3 separate regions of the Gossypium hirsutum genome follow, and regions 1 and 3 are each linked to region 2. A link is a contact called in public Hi-C data. All regions are on one chromosome and are shown on one strand. Each heading gives the region's core, a stretch centred on a gene start, on an enhancer-like site or on the middle of the called end of the contact. The rest is flanking DNA. Distances are from core to core; before and after follow the strand shown.

Evidence for each region. A called contact is a pair of places that touch in the nucleus more often than the background predicts.
Region 1: a contact with region 2 is called in a Hi-C map of leaf, with 2.0 times the contacts expected there. The contact joins the promoter of LOC107953045 here to the promoter of LOC107953735 in region 2. A contact is called at or near these places in 4 of 34 Hi-C or Micro-C datasets (callus and leaf).
Region 3: a contact with region 2 is called in a Hi-C map of leaf, with 1.6 times the contacts expected there. The contact joins the promoter of LOC107896781 here to the promoter of LOC107953735 in region 2. A contact is called at or near these places in 2 of 34 Hi-C or Micro-C datasets (both in leaf).

What each region holds. Positions count from the first base shown.
Region 1 is chrA08:8,986,647-8,990,226 of Gossypium_hirsutum_v2.1, reverse strand. It overlaps LOC107953045 (protein mago nashi homolog), which reads left to right and starts at 1,371. Exons shown (of 3, transcript XM_041075819.1): 1 at 1,371-2,018; 2 at 2,414-2,590; 3 at 3,148-3,492. The coding sequence starts at 1,800. The coding sequence ends at 3,207. LOC107896308 (uclacyanin-3) reads left to right here and starts at 192. Exons shown (of 2, transcript XM_016821487.2): 1 at 192-560; 2 at 639-1,129. The coding sequence starts at 407. The coding sequence ends at 1,018.
Region 2 is chrA08:8,687,942-8,691,602 of Gossypium_hirsutum_v2.1, reverse strand. It overlaps LOC107953735 (FCS-Like Zinc finger 3), which reads right to left and starts at 1,862. Exons shown (of 2, transcript XM_016889130.2): 1 at 1,530-1,862; 2 at 1,057-1,437. The coding sequence starts at 1,642. The coding sequence ends at 1,275.
Region 3 is chrA08:8,960,177-8,963,442 of Gossypium_hirsutum_v2.1, reverse strand. It overlaps LOC107896781 (thioredoxin-like 2, chloroplastic), which reads right to left and starts at 1,637. Exons shown (of 4, transcript XM_016822087.2): 1 at 1,075-1,637; 2 at 1-141. The coding sequence starts at 1,299.

The sequences.
Region 1 (3,580 bases), core at 122-2,621, 300 kb before region 2:
ATTTGTGTTAAAATTAAATTAGAAATAAAAATAAATGTTGATTTTTATTCTGCAATTTCACCCCATTAAATTCTATACAAGTGAGAGAGCAAAGATTATAAAAAGTCCCACACAGAGGCTGCTAGCTGAACCTATCAATACCCTTTTTTTCTTTCTTATTTGAATCAAAAGGCAGCAATATATATATATATATTCAATTTGATTTGGTGAGGAGGAGATGGAAGAATATTAATTAAGCTAACATTAATTATTGGCTTTAGTAAGAATAATAGAGAAATTGCTTGACTTTTTGCTTCTATAAATCATACTTTCAGCCTTCTATATAACACAACATAACGTGCTAAGAGTCCCTTCACCGTCCTTTATTTTTTTCCAACTAAAATTAGGCTTTAAACTTTATAACATTATGGGTTTAGCAGCAGCCCTCCTCTTCCTCCTCCTAGCAGCTCCGGCGGCTTTTGCCGAGCAATACACCGTAGGAGACAGCAGCGGTTGGACCACGACCGGAGATTACCAAAGTTGGGTTCAAGGGAAAACATTCACCGTAGGCGACACACTTTGTAAGTTGCTTCCTTACCAAAATTAAGCCAAAGTAAGATAACAATATGAATGACCCTGTTTGTATTTTTTCGTTTTAGTGTTTACCTACGGTGGCAGCCACTCGGTGGAGGAAGTATCCAAGAGCGACTACGATAATTGCAACACCGGCAATGCTATTAAATCCTACAGCGATGGGAACACTGTCATCACACTGTCCAATCCAGGGGCAATGTATTTCATATGCCCCACCATAGGTCACTGTGCTGGTGGCATGAAGCTAGCCATCAATGTTGTAGCAGCTAGTGGCAACTCACCCTCCACCCCCTCTACTCCGTCTGGTTCCACCACTCCTTCCGGGACTCCCCCCAGTGGTGGTACAACAACTTCTCCCCCGTCAACACCTAGCGGAGCTCCGAGCACCGTGAATTATGGTTTTATGGTAGCCTTGTTGGGAGCCGTTGTTGGAATTATGAGCTAGGGGAGAGGCAGTGCTATTGTTTATTGGCTTATTTGCTTTCGTTTTCGTCAATATTCTGTGTGATTTTATTTTATTTTTCCTTTATGAACCAGAGATGGAGATTTATGTTTTTATGATCTTCTAAATAATTTGCCTTAAATTATGATTAAAAAACAGGTCTTTTATCCTATGTTCATCACAATATATATATTGAGCCTACGAAGTCAAATTTATAAGAGATAAAAGGAATCTTTAAGACTTGGACAATTACAGCAAACCATAATTGTTGTATTAGTTTGGTTCAGTAAGACATCATTATCATTATCATTATATTTTATTAGTCAATCATACATCGACTAAACTCCAACAATAGTTTGTAGTTTTTAAAAATACCCAATATAAAAACATGTTTTTGTGAGTTAATTTGGATGAATAATGTATTTATCTCTAATTAGTGTAAAAACAGTGATAATAGCGTAGGGTAAAAAGTAAAATAAACGCACTGCACCGTACCCAATAGTACATCTAAATCTCCCTAAAATTTTAAAGGTTATTTAATCAATTCTAATTTAACTTATTTAATTATACTCTACATTTCTAATTTTGAGGATATCCTTAATTCATACTGAGATTATGCATGGAGGAGATTAAACGGCCCAGCCCAAACAAAACTTGGGAGGCCCAATAACTAGGTGGACCCATCAATATATCCAGAAAAATCCCTTGGACTTGGAAGTGTTTTCAGTGTTGTTTGCTTTCTTTTCGAGAATCTTACAAGAAAAAAAAAAGAGAGGGAAAAACAATGGCGGCCGAGGAGGAGAGCGGAGAGTTTTACCTCCGTTACTACGTAGGGCATAAAGGGAAATTTGGGCACGAATTTTTGGAGTTCGAGTTCAGGCCGGACGGGAAGCTACGATATGCTAACAACTCCAACTACAAAAACGACACCATGATCCGCAAAGAAGTCTTCCTCACCCCTGCCGTTCTCAAGGAATGCCGCCGCATCATCACCGAGAGCGAGGTCTCCTATCCTTTTTCAACCCTTTACTTCGCCTTAATGCTTTCCTTAATTCTTTTCCACTTTAATTCAACTTTGCCTAGGGTTTGGGATCAAAAATTAGGTTTTCTTTTTCTTGTTTTCTCTATGTTTTGCTTAAATAACGAGTTTGTATTTATTGTCTTTTGTTTCCAGTTCTGATTGATGTAAATATTTTGTAATTTTCTGATTTTACTGCAGTTTTTCAAATTGCCCAGCTGGGTTTTAGGTTAAAAGATTTAGTTTTAGTTGATTATTTATTTCTTCGATTAATGGTAACTTGCGGTTCTTTCGACGCTCAGGATGGTTTAAATTTGCAATTTTTATTAATTATGGTTCTTGATATTATTGTTCAATTCTATTGGGCATTCTTTGTCTAGATCATGAAGGAAGATGACAACAACTGGCCAGAACCTGACCGTGTCGGACGGCAGGAGCTCGAGATTGTGATGGGGAATGAGCATATTTCTTTCACTACTTCAAAGATTGGGTCCCTTGTTGATGTTCAGAGCAGCAAGGATCCCGAAGGGCTTCGTATATTTTATTATCTGGTTCAGGTCAGTTAATAGACATTGTCAATCTGCTGTTTTGCTCTCTTCAGTCATGTTGTGATCCCCCTTTGGGCCTTTGTATTGCATCATTTAGTATAGGGAAAAGGTTCTAGTATATTTTCTCTTGTTTGTTGCCTCACTCGTTCTTTAACACGGTAATTTGAAACAAAGATGGTTTTGTTTTCATTGATGGATGCTCCGTGATTGATTTTTTTTAATTTATTTCTGCTTTGGCACTTGATTTCTTGTTTATTTTATTTAAAAGTACAATGCTGAAAGGCAAAGCTAAAGTTTATTTTGTTCCTCTTACAATGTATATTTGAAACGAGTTACCAGCACGGTTAGTATCCATAATATATAAGGGTGGTAATTAGATGCCTTTTCATGCTTGGAATCCGACCCTGGCTTCTTCCATGGTTTATCTGATTCCTTGTGCTCATGCATATACTGATCCACGGATGTTGGTTCTCTTATGCATCCTAAGTTTATAGGATGTGCTATTTTCTGCTTGTCTATAATATAGACTCTATATCTGACCTTGTTCACTTTTTTATGTACTGCAGGACTTGAAGTGCTTTGTGTTCTCTCTTATCTCGCTCCACTTCAAGATCAAGCCTATTTGAAGATTGATAATCCTCTTCCATGCAGAGGTGTCACAAGGGCTGTTTTCACTGTTCCTGCTATTGGTATAGCTTCCATTTTGCTTTTAATTAATTTAAATGGTTAAGCTAAGGGTATGTTTGTAGGAGTGATTACAGTGATTTTGGAACTTTGGGGGGAAATGTAGGTCTGAAATGGAAATTTCTGGTATTTAGGTATATTAAAGGCTTTTTCTCCATTGACTATTTAGGTATATTCCTTGAATTATTATCATGAATTAACTTTTTAATCTAAAACTTTTTGAGCTAGCTTTGGTTTGATGATTAAATTGATCCTTACATGAAATGGATTCGCCAGTGGTGAAAACTCTGTAGAAGATGAATTGAGCCGGTTGAA
Region 2 (3,661 bases), core at 613-3,112:
TTAAAAGAAAAATTGTGTTAAACAAGTTATTTTTTACTGAAATTTTAGCTTTTGAAGAGGAGAAGCTAAAATTTTTAGCTTTTTCTCTACTGAAAACACTTTTGATGCTTAATTATTTTTTCACCTCTCCAACAGTATGATACTTTTCTTTTTCTTTCTTGGTGCTAAATTGCAAATGTGTTATAATCATTAATTAAAAATAAAAAAGTATTTTTTAAAATAATACAAATGTATTAGTATCTAATTACAAATATTTAATGGTTATACTTAATTATTTAAAATATAGTTTATATATTTTAATTAAATTTTATAAATAATTAGTATTTATTGCTTAAAAATATTTAAAATTTATATTTCATATATTAAAATATCAACAACAAGTTATAATAAATTATTTTTTATATTCCTACTAAAATATAATAATAGTATTAATTTAAAAATTATTTAAATACATATTTATTACTTAGTAATATCATGTCTAAAATAAACATTTTATTCCTCAAAATTATTTTTTGATAACAATAATAAACATTCAAATTTAAACTAAATTTTTTAAAAACACTTTTTAATAACACCATTAAAAGCAATATTAAAATAGCCTTAGATATATTTCATTTCCATGGAAAAATGGTAAAGCTAAATTATTATATTGTAATTTGTTAAATAATGTTAATATTTGTCAAATAAGCATTGGAAATGGTAATGAAAGCATGGTAAAAAGCCATTAATATAAGGTGAAAAGGGATGATTGAATGGGACAAAACAAGTGAAAAGTAAGTAGGAGGCAGGGTCCATTCAATCCGACCAAAAAGCTTTTGCTCAAGACAATATACCGTTCAACGATTTACACATTCACTGCATTTACCAATTACTGATATATCAGTTTTTTTTCTCATTTGCTTAATAAAACAGACCCATTTTGCTAATCCCAATTTAAATTCTAATATCGTGATGGGCACAAAACTTTGCCGTGTTACGATTTCATTCAAATTTAGTTACACTTTAATATGATTTTCGAGTATCAGATCATTAAAAGCTAGCTTCAATTCAGAGGAATACCGGAAATTATAGATCTCTGAATATTTTTCATTGATGAAAACTGAACAATCTGATACCTCCCCCTTCCTCCCTTATCAACCCTCAACCCCAATAAAAAACGATATTACAAAATTCCATTCAAGGTTTTCTTTTTCCTTATCTTATTTCTCGTTTTCTTTTTGCAAAATTTATGATACCATTATCACCCTACTCAGAAAAAGATAAGCAAATATGTACTACGACACCGTAATAGTTCCCGTCCGAACAGTTTTGTTGGGTGTAGAGGTCTTGGAATCCGATTTCCTATGTGATCTACCAAATTTCAATTTCTTTTCTCTGGCTTCATCCATCTCCATCTGTTCTTGTCTACACTCTGTACTGCAAAACGGTGTATTCCCTCTGCAATTGAAAAAATAGCCATCAGGAAACAAGATTATTTCATACTCAAACACGATCCGAATTTTAAAATCAATACTAAAGAGCAAACAAACCTGTACATGAAAATATCGGAATTATGAAGCGATTCGCCGCAAACGGAGCAGGCATCCAGATAGTGAGCCCCGTACTGATCTGGGCACCCTGAGTAATAATAATATCCCGACATATTAACTGCTTGCTACTTGTTGAATTTCGTAAAGTAGGGCCTGAGCTGAGGGCGGCGCTGGTAGCTGAAAAAGGGTGGAAGAGAATAAAAGAGTGAGTTGATGGGCGTCAAAGCTTGGCAGGTATATATAAAGCAAACGGAGGTGATAGCTTGGATTCTGAGTTGGTGCAATCAGGCAGTACAGGGAGTACAGTAAGGACTATGTAGCCCAAACAAATGGGAGAGGTGTTAGACGTTGATTGGAAAGGTTGTAAAACGGATCAAAGCGGGTTGGTTTTTTTTTTTTTTAAAAAAAGCTTAATTAGGGATACTATTTATAAATATATTAATTAAAGTGTCAGGGTCTGTTGACTCTGCATAAGAATCAAATCAAATTAAAAATAAGGGTGAATGGTTGGATGTGTAAGTGTCTCGTTACCAATTACTTAAATGGGGTTTACGTCACCCATGAATATTATTTTTTTTAAGTATTTTAATCACCAAAAGATTCTCTTCTATATTTACCACCATGTATTTATTACGAATGTTACACTCAAAAATTACTGGACGGCTTGGTTAATGCGGGTTTTCTAGATGGATTATTTCTATTATAAAATATTGATTCGGACGAAAATGAGTTAATGGAAATTTGAATATCCTTTCGTTATCTGTTAGATAATTACTCTTAGCCAACCTCTCACTTATTGATAATAAGTTATATCGCTTCTAATGCACTCATTTTTAGGTATAATAAACTCGTCTTTATTAAATATATAACAGAATAGGATCTCATGGTGCACATCCTTCACGCCCATGAATATTCTTTATAAATTTAGTAGGATTGAGTATTTATCCTTCCACATCACATTTGTAGACAAGAGAATCTCTCCTATAAATACTTTTTTAACAATGATGAATGGACCAGCTCTTGAAAACCTCAAGGTTACTCTAAACAAATTATTTCTCTCGGGTCATCTCTTTAGTTAACCAACCTTCACAAAATCACATTTTTAAACTTGTACAAATTAAAATTTGAACAATAATTGTTCATTTTCACCTAAAGTTACAAATTTATATAGGTATATTTTTAAAAATATATATTTTATGTACCTTTAATTTCAAAGTAATAATATAAGAAAGTTGCAAGTTTATAAAATATATATATATAGTTTACTAAAAATTCAGTTCAAAATGAATTTGAGCAAATGGTTATTCAAGTTAAATGAATTTGGATAATCATATGTCCAGATTCATTTTAAAGGTAAAATATTTTTAATTTTTTTTATTAGGGCTTGTCATGTGTCATGATATGAGGTTATCATATTTCATCCACATCAACAAAATTTAACGGTGATAATCCAAAAATAATAATTCAAGTATCAACTAGGTACCAAGTGAACAAGTTTAGGAGGCAAATATATATTAACTCAAAAATAAAAAAATTAATATTTTCATATGTTAAATAAAAATATAATTTTAAGAAATAATAAATTTATACTTAAATTTCACCAAAATTATTTAAAAAAAATTTGTCTTCAAAGTAGGAGCGTAGCCAGAACATTAATTCAAAAGGGTCAATTTTGAATTATAAATTTTGTAAAGATTAAAATATATTTTTATCATTAATAATTTATAAATTCTTTAAAAAATTTAATAAGACTTAAAAGACAATTTTTCTTTTTATTAGGGTGAAAGTCACTGCTGGCCCGCCTTACATTCGCCCAATGCCCAATTAAAATTCGTTAGATGTATATATAAAAGGCATAACCAAAAAAATTGATCCCATAACACAAGTTTACTTCAAAAGCACACCTATGGCAATCACCGAAGCAGCTCTTCCACAATCCGCCTACAAGGCCCTATCATTTTCAGCCAACCTCGAGAACCTACTTCGATCGACCTCATATTCGCATTCCAAGCCATTATACCCTCATTCTCCAACCATGGAAGATGTGAAATGCCTAAAAATACATGACTTTTAAGTGTCACTGTTCCATGTTCACTCGCTTGCTTCTCATTTTCTTTCATTCACAATTTCAT
Region 3 (3,266 bases), core at 388-2,887, 270 kb before region 2:
AAATTCTACAATAACTAATCTATCCCCAGCTTCACTTAAGGCACTGATAAATTCTTTTGTAGAATGAATATCAATCATATTTGGTCCCGCATTCCTTTCCCACCATTTTGGCTGCTCAGTTTCTTCGACTGTTGCATGCACCTGAAGCAAAGAAACATGGTTAATACCATTGTCTCCCAAAGCGGAAAATTGATCAAACTTGTTTTCTTCAAAACGATACAGCAATACCAAAATGTTCTAAGAACATGGTGATTAACAGGTTACTTTATTCATCCATATTCGATAGGAAAGACACCACCACTATTAAAAGAAGTGAATGCCATTGATAACATTGCAACCACCGAGACTTGAATACATCAGCATGGGTTTTCAGAGAAAATGATGCATCCGTAGTACAAAAGAACCTCATGCCAGAGAGAAACAAGTTGCCAGTCAAGCAAATTGCAGTGGAATAAGGAGGAGGGTATTAATCCCCAAGCCTACAACATCCAAAAAGTGATGTAGAACAAACTTGGTATCTAAAGCTACAACTAAAATAAAAGGTATTTAAAGCAAGCGTGAGAAACTGGTATATAGCAGGAAGACTTAAAGGTTGCTCATTTTCGCTAGCTAAAACTCAACATAGCTTTATCTATTTGTCTTTTGGCCATTGAAACTCAATTGAAATCATCACTAGAAACCCCTGATAAGTGACAAGTGCCATATAATCAGAAAATTTTGCGTTACCAAAAGTATACTGTTTCCAGTTCTATGGTTGACCTGGAATCGGCAGCTAGAAATACCAAAGAATCAGCAAATCAACACAAAGCCATTACTAGAGAACTTCACCTTTTAAACTAGTATATTTCTGAAAGCTAAAACCTTTACGCCAAGTATCCAAATTCAGCTTGAAATGGAATCTAAAGATGCCTAATTCAAATATAATATTCCACAAGCAAAGAACTTCGATAAATAATAAGGCCATCATTACCAAAGAAAATAGCCAAGGAAACAATTTTAAGAAAAAGGGTACTCCTGTTTTTAGCTAAAGAATTGAAATAAAATTCAAAATCAGAAAACAGAAGGATATTGTACCTTGAAAGAGAGCGATGGTTTTCTGGGAATCAGAGCAAGCGGAGCAAGACCAATAGAAGAAGAATAAGAAAAAATCTTATCCGAATTCTGATTGGTTGGTCCAAGAGACGATAGTGGATAATTCGAAGCGAAGTGGAAAGTGGTGAGCAGTGAAGGCGAAGAGAAGCGCAGCGAATGAATTAAAGAAGACGACGGCGATGATAATAATCGAATAGCATCTGCCATCAAAAGAGATTTAAGTGCAAAAAACTAAGTAAAAAACACAAAAGCAAGTATTGGGCTTTATACAAGTAAATCAATTTATACTAGTGGGGTTATTAATATCTATTTATTTTTTATTTAACTTCATAATAGGTAACCCAAAAAAACTTGTAGGGCTGAGATGCGATAAGCGACGAGCAACAGGTAAGAGAGGGAGATAGTAGTTTGGTTTTGGGTTGAAGAAGGTGATCGAATGTAATTCGTTGGAAGAAGACGCGTCCACGTATGCATCTTCGATACGCCGCCGTTTTTGTTTACTGTTCTCTACCATATAAAATACCAGTTTGATGGAGGATGAAACCGATGCAGTTTTTTTAACTCATTTATACGAATAAATGGCCTCAAATATAATTTGGGCCATAAAATAAGATGATCTATGGTAGTCAGCCCATTTACTTTTAGCTGTTGGTTGGTAGCCTAATTATGGCTGGGCCTCGTTGTTGCTCCATAAATACCCAAGCTTTCTTTGGGTATGTTTAGTTAAATGATTATAAATGTAATTTGAGTAGGACTCATAATGTGCCGGGTCACCCGTTCAGATTCGAAGACCCGTCTGAAAAGTAAAAGTTTTTGGATAAAAATATAGGCACGAAAAATAGATTTGGACAAAAATAAGCCCCATTTTCTAAACCGATTGGGCCTTGAGTAAGATATTTATGGCCCAGCTCAACCCGACCTAAATTTGTCTAAATTTTTTATCATTGTTGTTTGTTGCCATTTGGCTATTATATTACTACTATTTTGTTGTTACTGTTAGAATATTGTATAACTCTTATTTTATTATTAATTTTACTACTATTTTAGAGACATTTGTTTGTTAAGTTGTACCAATCTTATTGTTATTTAAGAATAATTTTTTTAATATATTTTTAATTTATTGTTAAACATTATTTTAATATTTTTAATTTATTTAATGTATTATTTTTTAAATTTATTTTTATATAAAAAATAATATTATTTTTTAATAGGAACGGACTACATCCAACTCGGATTTAACAATTCTTATTTAAGCCAAATTTGAACCAAATTTTAAGTTTACTTTTAACTTGTCCCTAAAAAACGGTTCTAAAATTTATATTAGTGGAGTCTGAACTTAACCCATGACTAAATTTGAGTCACTGAGTGAGTCTGAATTGTAGGGGCAATATTATAATATTCCCTTCAAACTTAAAAACCCATTTAAGAAACAATAGAATATGTAGAAAAGGGATATGGACAAGTTAATGAGACATAAAAGAGGACCCACCAAATATATTGATCATTATGAAATTTGGAAGGCTTCAGAAATTTGATTGGAAGGCCATGATGGTTGGATGGAATTCAGTATTTTGCTGCTTCTCTTATTGGCTAATATTGCTTCCCCCTTCTTTTAAATACACTTTTCAATCTTCAATGTAGATATCATGGAGATGTCGGTTCTCTTGGTAACTCCTTTTTCTTTCACCTTCTTTTAGATATTCACATAAAATTTAATCCACAATATTCAATTAAGATTTTAATTCATCCAAATATTATTTGATAGTTGTAATTTCAATGAATATAATTGTTTTTTCTTAATAAATTAATTATGTTTTTCACGTATGTGTTACTATCATAATGCAATGCCAAAGCTTGATGGAAGGTGTCGTAACCATTTTTTTGAAAAAAACGGGTATCGACTTGGAGAAAAACGAAAACGAGAGTCGCTACCAGTCTTTTTAGGTGTGATTGGATCACCTTGTAAAAGTGGTTATTTTTAATAAATGGTTTGATTTATTTAAACAACAATTTTGGTCCACGTAAATCAAGAAAACAGGTTCGGGAGTCGGTTACGCACGAGGAAGGATTAGCACCCTCATAACGCCCAAAAATTGGTACCTAGTTGATTAATTAATATCTTAGTGTCGAAAATTGAAAGCTTGAAAGACATTGAAATACGATCCCTCTTCGTA